2 separate regions of the Mus musculus genome follow, and region 2 is linked to region 1. A link is a contact called in public Hi-C data. All regions are on one chromosome and are shown on one strand. The core of a region is the stretch at or near the end of the contact, and the rest is flanking DNA. Distances in the headings are between cores, read along the strand shown.

What was found. A called contact is a pair of places that touch in the nucleus more often than the background predicts.
Region 2: a contact with region 1 is called in a Hi-C map of the N1E-115 cell line, with 4 times the contacts expected there. The contact joins two enhancer-like sites. A contact is called at or near these places in 4 of 484 Hi-C or Micro-C datasets (the N1E-115 cell line, embryonic fibroblasts, embryonic stem cells and 1 more), 1 of 115 datasets of contacts at active chromatin or transcription factors (acute myeloid leukemia) and 1 of 9 other capture datasets (embryonic stem cells).

Annotation. Positions count from the first base shown.
Region 1 is chr13:110,060,877-110,064,906 of GRCm38.p6, reverse strand. Rab3c (RAB3C, member RAS oncogene family) reads left to right here. Exons shown (of 5, transcript NM_023852.5): 5 at 2,905-4,030. The coding sequence ends at 3,092. Among named protein-coding and RNA genes, the nearest start is that of Gm32881, 56 kb to the right of the region's middle. Within about 2 kb of position 1,661, at least 80 of the 459 cell types and tissues checked have an H3K27ac peak or open chromatin away from gene starts, as enhancers often do. A contact at or near this core is called in the N1E-115 cell line, where this site is marked.
Region 2 is chr13:110,188,589-110,192,541 of GRCm38.p6, reverse strand. All of the region lies in intron 2 of Rab3c (RAB3C, member RAS oncogene family), which reads left to right. The region is part of intron 1 of Gm41057 (a long non-coding RNA gene); the gene reads right to left. Among named protein-coding and RNA genes, the nearest start is that of Gm41057, 9.5 kb to the right of the region's middle. Within about 2 kb of position 2,276, at least 11 of the 459 cell types and tissues checked have an H3K27ac peak or open chromatin away from gene starts, as enhancers often do. A contact at or near this core is called in the N1E-115 cell line, where this site is marked.

The DNA of each region.
Region 1 (4,030 bases), core at 412-2,911:
AAAAAATAAACAAACAAACATACAGAAACAGTGAAGATTTTTTTAAAATCTAGCATGTTAACGGTGGGCTGCCAAGGTACTTGGGCCAATAAGCCCCCACACTCTCACCATATCACGGCCTCCTCACCATGCTGAGGAAAGAGTGTTCTTATAATGTGAAGGGCTCCTAGACACTCTCTCCTGAGTCCCAGGATCCCACGGTGTCTTAGGGTTTTACTACTGTGAACAGACACCATGACCAAGGCAACTCTTATAAGGACAACATTTGATTGAGGCTGGCTTACAAGTTCAGAGGATCAGTACATTAGCATCAAGGCGGGAAGCATGGCAGCATCCAGGCAGGCATGGTGCAGGAGGAGCAGAGAGTTCTACATCTTCATCTGAAGGCTGCTAGCAGAATACTGACTTCCAGGCAGCTAGGGTGAGGGTCTTTTAGCCCACGCCCACAGTGACACACCTACTCCAACAGGGCCACACCTTCTAATAGTGCCACTTCCTGGTCTGAGCATATACAAATCATCACATACAGAAAGGGATGGAAATTGAGAACATTTTGGATTCTGTGATCAGAGATCACGTTACTGTTCCCAACTTGCGCACCATCATCCTAGGGTGACCTCATAACCAGATAACGGAGTTACATTTAATAAAGGGGGGTGGGAGCCTGTATCTTTCAGCAATGGCTCAGTGCTTCATGTTCTGCCCTTTCCCAGACGCTCACATGTAAAAGAAGCACCCGCTGAAACGATGATAGAACCGAAACTTGTCCCAGATTTGCCCCAAATTTCAGAATTATTTTCCTCCAAAGTTTCATTCAGAGGTCTCACATCTCCGGTGTGGTTTTGGAATCTTCTGGAATGATGCCCAACCCTACTAATTCTGGGACAAAAACACTAGCACCTAGAAAATAGCAAGCAAAGAGCTCTGATGAGTAAGCAATGACATCGAGCAGAGGGTGCCTGTCCTGCCCTGCCCTGGGTCCATCAGGAACGTAAATGATCCAGCTGTAGGGAATGCACCAGCTTTAGAAAAATCAGCACTGTCCACACCACCTGGCCTTGCCTATAGGTAAATTTCTACTCTAAGAGAACGGCGTGATCACTGTGCAGACACAAAACAATAAAAAAAGAAATAGAAGCCAAAGGTAGACTGAAATACCTTGCACTGTTTCCTAGGACTTTAATCTGCTAATGATCTGTCTCCTGAGTCTGGCTGTTGCTCGGATCCTAACAGAGCTGCAGTCAAAATGTAACTTGGGTTTAATCATCCAATCAACAGTAGTGTCAAAAACTTAGAAATTTTAACTTATGAAAATCATTTATTTTTTTTCCTTTCAATTCCCTTCAAGAAAACAAGTATTTCTTAGTTATTAAAGGGATGTGGACATAGATGCGAAGCAGTGGACTGTGCTTTTCATTTTGGTCCCAGGAGCCAGGCATTCACTGGATTTAATCATTTTGAATCTTTGTGTCTCCTCTGAGATAGGGCCAGATGTAACCAGAAGGATTTATAGGGTGTAAAATTGAGAATGGATTAAAAAAGGCTCTCTGTGTTCTGCCCAGCACATCCTAAATCAACATTCCCCCCGGTGGACCAGACCAATCTCCGGCTGGCCAATTGGGGCAGTTGCCATAGCAACTGACAGGCAAGCACAGCCGGTAGAATGGGAATGCGAACAATGGAATGATAACATTGTGTGCAGAGCTGCATTCTGAGATGGCTTCCAGACAGCCGCATCCTGGAAGTGGGGTTTGCCCACCCTCCTTGTGCCATGGTTCCCACCTTCTTGTATTTTTGCTGCTCAATTAAAATTTATTGTTTTCTTTCCTATTCAAAAACTTTACTGCCATAAATAGTACTGGTGAGAAGGAAATCTGCCCCCACCAGAAAGCTGAAACAGCGTTACAAAGACTGCAGGGTTATTGCATTAACACTCAGTTCAAATACCCAGAGATTGAAGGAGGTCTACGGTAACTCCTGTGATTCTTTAGCGCCACCTAGTGTCCTGCTAGATACTACTTGGTCCCATGACTGGACAGGGAAAAAAGAACAGGATTGAATAGGAAATTCGTAGTCCCTCTTCTGATAGAATATGCACAGGACCTTTTCTAAATCTTTTGTTCAAAAACGTTAATAACTTTGACATAATACAGCAATGAGAGAAGAATGGAAGTCATGTCAGTTTTAGAGAAGACTTTAAAAGACTACACGGCGACCAGACAAAAAATCCTCAGGTTTTTTGTCTAAGGCGTCTCACTTTTCTCCAAAAAGTCAGCCTTGAAGCTGAACACAACAATTCACACCAAGGTGGCCAGGAGTCAGAACAAGGGATAACCCTGAATAATATAGCACCCGAGGATACAGGATAAGTTCCAGTAACGGACTTACACCAACTAAACCCCGCCCCAACCCCTCACTGCCTAGCAATAATGTCATCGAGGGGGTGAGTCACTGATTAAGTCAGAGTCCACAGCATCTAGTTGGGCCTGGAAAAGCAGTCGCAGACACGCCCCATGCTTTGCTCTTAATCCAGCCAAGTCAACAAAGATGTATGAGCACACCAGAGGCGGGAGCAAGGAGTCAGGATGAGAGGACTGGCTGGTGAGGGTTCCTAATGATACTACTACTGTTAACTCTTGATTTCCTCTCAGAAAATCTCTCTGCCGTTGCAGACATCATGAATGAATCAGTAGAGACAAATAAAATGAGTATCATCAACCCCTCTTTATAACTCTCTGCTCTGGTCAGTGGGTAGCGCTTCTTGTCCAGCAGTCATCTCCGGTCTAAGAAATCGCACCCATCTCCCACCGCTGCCTTTGCCCCATCGACATTCAAAACCGCAACTGAGTCCATTGGACTTCAGAAACGTGAAATGATGGGCCTGTTTCTGTGTGTTTCCTGCAGGGTTTGAGTTTTTTGAAACCAGCGCCAAGGATAACATCAACGTGAAGCAAACCTTCGAGCGCCTCGTAGATATCATTTGTGACAAAATGTCAGAGAGCTTGGAGACCGACCCAGCCATCACAGCGGCAAAGCAGAGCACGAGGCTCAAGGAGACCCCTCCTCCACCACAGCCCAACTGTGGCTGCTAATGTCCCCCACACAGGAGCTCCAAGGGGCTCCAGAGCAGCCAAGAAGCAGCATTGATAAATGGTCTATTAGCCTTCGATTATACTGCCTAATAATTATTTGAAGGAAGTCTTTGATGGCAGTGGCCCATATATGCATTCAAACCGTGAGCAATTTCCTGTGTTAATATGTGGCAAACTTGCTCTTATATTTGTAAGGATCATTCATCTATAAACACCTGCTACTTGCATGTAACTTATCATTTATTTGTCTTTCATAATCTTTTTGGGGGGTGCAACCTTTTTCTCAATTAAGCTATTGCAGAAACTACAGACTATAATTTTACTGCAAATAACTTTCATGCCACGGATTCATATCATGCTTTTCATTTGTATGGATGATAACCTAGAGTCCCTTTGTGTGTGCGCATGTGTGTGTGTGTGTGTGTGTGTGTGTGTGTGTGCGCGCGGGCGCGTGCGTGCTGTGACCAAGGAGTGATGTCAGGAAACTTAGTTTTGCCTTTGTCTAAAAAGAAAGTGGGACTTTTGCTCTTGATTGGAGACCCCATCACAGGTCTGGGCAGTGTACCAGTAGGAAATGTATATATATATATATATATTGCACTTTTGTTAATAATATCAGAAGGGTGTGTTGACTTTGAAAAACATTGAGGGATTGGGTACAGGGTCATTCAGGAGGCTGAGGCAGGAAGATAATGAGTTAAAGTAGCTACAAACCATACAACTCGATCATGGGATAAAGAAAAAGTAAAGAAAATGAAATCCAGGCCCTTGCAAGTTTTCTTGAACCACATCAACACTAAGGGAGCTTTGCAGGCCTGACTGCCGGGATTCTTGCCCATGATTCTGCTCATCTCTGCGTGCTTGAGAGCAATTACTACTACAGAAGGGATGTGACTAGCTGTGGCATTCCATGACCTGAGTGACCTCCATCCCTTAAC
Region 2 (3,953 bases), core at 1,027-3,526, 130 kb before region 1:
TACCATTCTTACTCTATAAGCAGGTAGAGCAAACTTCATTCGTAACAAAAATTAGCTTCTCATAACTGAATTTCATTTTAAGAATTATAGGGCACGTCTGGTGTAGTCAGAACTAGATTCTTTTGGTTTCTGGGCTAGAATTTTACAGTGTTCGTGCTAGCTGGAACCTCCAGACATCTAAAAAGAATTATCTTTTTTTCCGTAAACTACTAAAAATGTTGGTGACAAATTTTATACCATGAAATCTGGATACTTTAATCAGGATAGGAGGTAAGATCTAATTGGCTTTAATATCCTTGGTTTAAAAAAAAAAACAAAACAAAACAAAGCATGTTTTAATGGACATCTACAGTTGTCAGTAAAGCTAATAGAAGTCCTCTTTTAAAGGAAAATTAAGACTCTTATAGCTGGACTTGAGCAATAGAGCTTGGCAACGTCTACTCTTGCATTAGGATGCATAACTTAATTTATCCCAAAGCACTATTACCCCCAATGTTCCCTGTATGTTCCCCTCTCTGTCCCTTCTTCTCTTTGGAAAGGAGCCCCGTGATTCCTAAATTAATTAACTTGTATCTGGTTTGGGAGAAATTAAATTTTACATGTCTCTGTGCTGATGCCTGAGAGGCTATTTTCCTGCCCTGTGGCTGGGTTTGGCCCCATTGCTCAGCCTAGCTCTTCTTGCTATCACAGTGCCCTTGGTACCTGTGTGGGGTGGTGCAGTTAATAATGGGAGGTGGGGGATGCTAGAAAGCAATATTCAGTCTGTCTCTCAAATATGAGAAAGGCTGCCTATTTAAACTCTTATGGAATCTCTAGGGCAATTTAGATAACTTTTAGAAATCTAAATAAAAATTGTCAGGTGCCAGTAATATTGGATGATGTAGAGAAACACATAAATAAGAGACCAAGTCTAAAAGCCTCTTGCGTTTGGGGGTAGCTCATGTAGGTCATATTCGAAAACAAACATTAATTTTACACTAACTGAGGGTAGGGATCAGTCAGATTCAGCTCCATGCTTTGGAGGGATGGTCTTAAGCTGGCCTCCAGCATCCAGTCCAAAGTGACGCCTTTTATTTAACTTTCCTTTTAAACAAGTTATTGGTTCACTAAATGCTATACTTTTTAAAGGTTCAGATCTTCAGTCAATGATCTCTGTAATCAGTCACCACTGGGGGCGGGGGGGGGGGGGGAGGTTTCCATCTCTTTATAAAGGCTATCCTGAAGAAGGTTCCAGAAACCTTCCCTGTCACCCTTCTCTGTCTTTTCCCATTACAACCTTTCCTTTTATTTGTTTGTATATCTTTCCACAAGTGGGTCTTCTGCAGGAAAGAGCTTTTAGAACATATTAACTATCAGCAAATAGGACAACCATAGCACCCTTTTCATTTTATTTGAGAAAAGGAGTGCTATTTAGGAAAGTATAGCCATTTATAAAACATCTTTATTTGCTTATCTGTCATCTTTCAAGGAGTGATTGTTAATGACTGATAGCCATGTCTTGCAAAAATTATTCCCAAATTAGAGTCCACATTAATATTTTTATTATTCTATGAAGTGTCTAAGAATATTAAAAATTCAAACCACTTATGAGAAAAAAGATACTGAAAATTAAACATCTGGGAGGCTGCTTGTGTATATCATTAATTGTGAGGCCTGGGCTAACTAATCGAGTTACTTGTGACAACATATTTGGTTGTCAAAACTTTCAATTTCTTTTTTTTTAAAGATTTATTTATTTATTTATTTATTTTATGTATGAATGCTCTGCTCTATTGATATGTACACCTGTGCCAAAAGAAGACATCAGATCCCATTATTGATGGTTGTGAGCCACCATGTGGTTGCTGGGAATTGAACTCAGGACCTCTGGAGGAGCAGCCAGTGCTCTTAACTTCCGAGCCATTTCTCCAACCCATAACTTTCTATTTCGAAAGTTTCATTTGATAGTTGAAGAGACTAAAATGTGGAGAAGTTGGCTGATTTGCTCAAAGTCACCAGCTCAGACCCCGGAGATGAACTATTAACACAAATCGTTCAGTCCTGTAGCCCCTTTCATTACCCAGCACTGGTAAAATTGTCAGACCCAGAGTGGCCAAGGTTACTTAGAGAAAATGCAGATTCCCAGATTCAGTGACCAAGCCTATTCAGGAAGAACTTCTGAGACTGCCCCACCATGCTGTCAAATGCAATTTGTAAATAAACTGGTGAGAAGGGTTGGTCTCCTCCTCTTTCCCTGCAAAGCAGAAGTAGGAGGACAACAAAATTTAGTGCTTGATTGCTAAATTTTTCTCCTGGTCACTCTTCAGCAGCTTGCAACATCTTTGGGTGCCAAAATCCATCCTTCATCTTTCTTTGAAGGATGATGAATTTAACCAAATCCAGCTTTTATACTATTGCCCATCTGCCTGCCTCTCAAACTGTGAGATGACTCAGCAGGTTGAGCTTGTAACCTGTGGCTTGGCGCAGAGGGAAGAACACAGGGGTCCCAGTCTAGCCTTAGTAGCACAGAGGGGTCCTTCTGCTGGGATAACCAGCCAGTGTGGTACCCAGCTGGAGATACCTGGGTATTTCCTGCAGAGGTGTCAGCTACTCTGCTCTGACTCTTTAGGCAAGCTATGCAGGCAGCAGGGTCTGTTTGAAGAGTAAGAAAACACATTGTCTGCCACCCAAGCTCTAAAAAGATACTTTGCATGAAAATGGTGATTGGAGTGATAGAAAACTAACACCCTTCCTGGTTTCCCAATCCACCAATCCTGTTGACAGTAAAACTGAAATGTGAGAAAATGTTTTTCTGGGCTGCTAGATGTTTCCGGAAATGGTTTATCCTGATTTATTCTATTTGCAATGCTGTAATTTTATGAGGTAACTTTTCTCTATGAAAGCCTTTTAATATACTTAAACTTTTGCTTATACATATGCCTTTTATTCCCCATAAATAATAATTTTATATATCTTAGATAACCTTTCTTCTTAATTTGAAGTGCCAAGGTGGTCTGGTGCATGCATTTAATCTTAAGAGTAGGGAGGCAGAGACAGGTGAATCTCTGAGTTCAAGGCCATTCTGGTCTTCAGTGTGAGTTTAAGGAGCAACCTAGCCTAACTCTAAATGTTTTCCATAGAACAGATCCAAGGGAGCATGTCCCAGGCTGCCTGAGACATGCTCAGTCTGCATGCTGCTCTTTCATATGTTATTATGACTCAACAACTTAGACGAGAGTCCTGAAGGATTTACGATTGCCTTTGGTGTTTATATCTTTTAATTTGGCTATCATAAAACTTCAATATAATTTTTGAATAATATAAGTTGAAAGGGTCTTTTAAAAGAAATAAGGTGTTGAAGCCACTCATTAAAGATAATTAGACATCATGTTTTTGCATACGTGTGTATATTCATATCTGGACATGCACATATGTGCATGGGTGTACACGTGTGATTGGTGCCATCATCAAACGCTCAGCACTTTATGTACCAAGGCAGGCCTCTCACTTGCACACATAGCTCATCAACTTTGCAAATCAGGGTGGCTAACTTGATCCATGTTTCCCATGTCTTTGCTTCCAGAGTGTTGGGATCACAGGCAGGACACTAAGACTGTGGGACTTTCAAGTAGATGCTAAGAATCTAAACCATGTTCTCACATTACCCACTGAGTCATTTTTCTAGACCTATATCATTGTTAGTACTTACACTGGCTAGTGTTTTGTCAACTTGACCCAATATGGAGTATTTGGGAAGAGAGACTCTCAATTGAGAAAATGGACCTATAAGGTCTGCCTATAAGCAAGTCTGTAGTGTCTTTTTAATAATTCATGATTGGGCACAGGGGATGGTGCCCCAACTGGTCTGGTAGTCCTGGAAGGCATAAGGTAGCAGGCTGAGCAAATCAAAGGGAGCAAGCCAGTAAGCAGCATTCTTTGTAGACTCTGCTTCCATTCCTGCCTTGAGTTCCTGC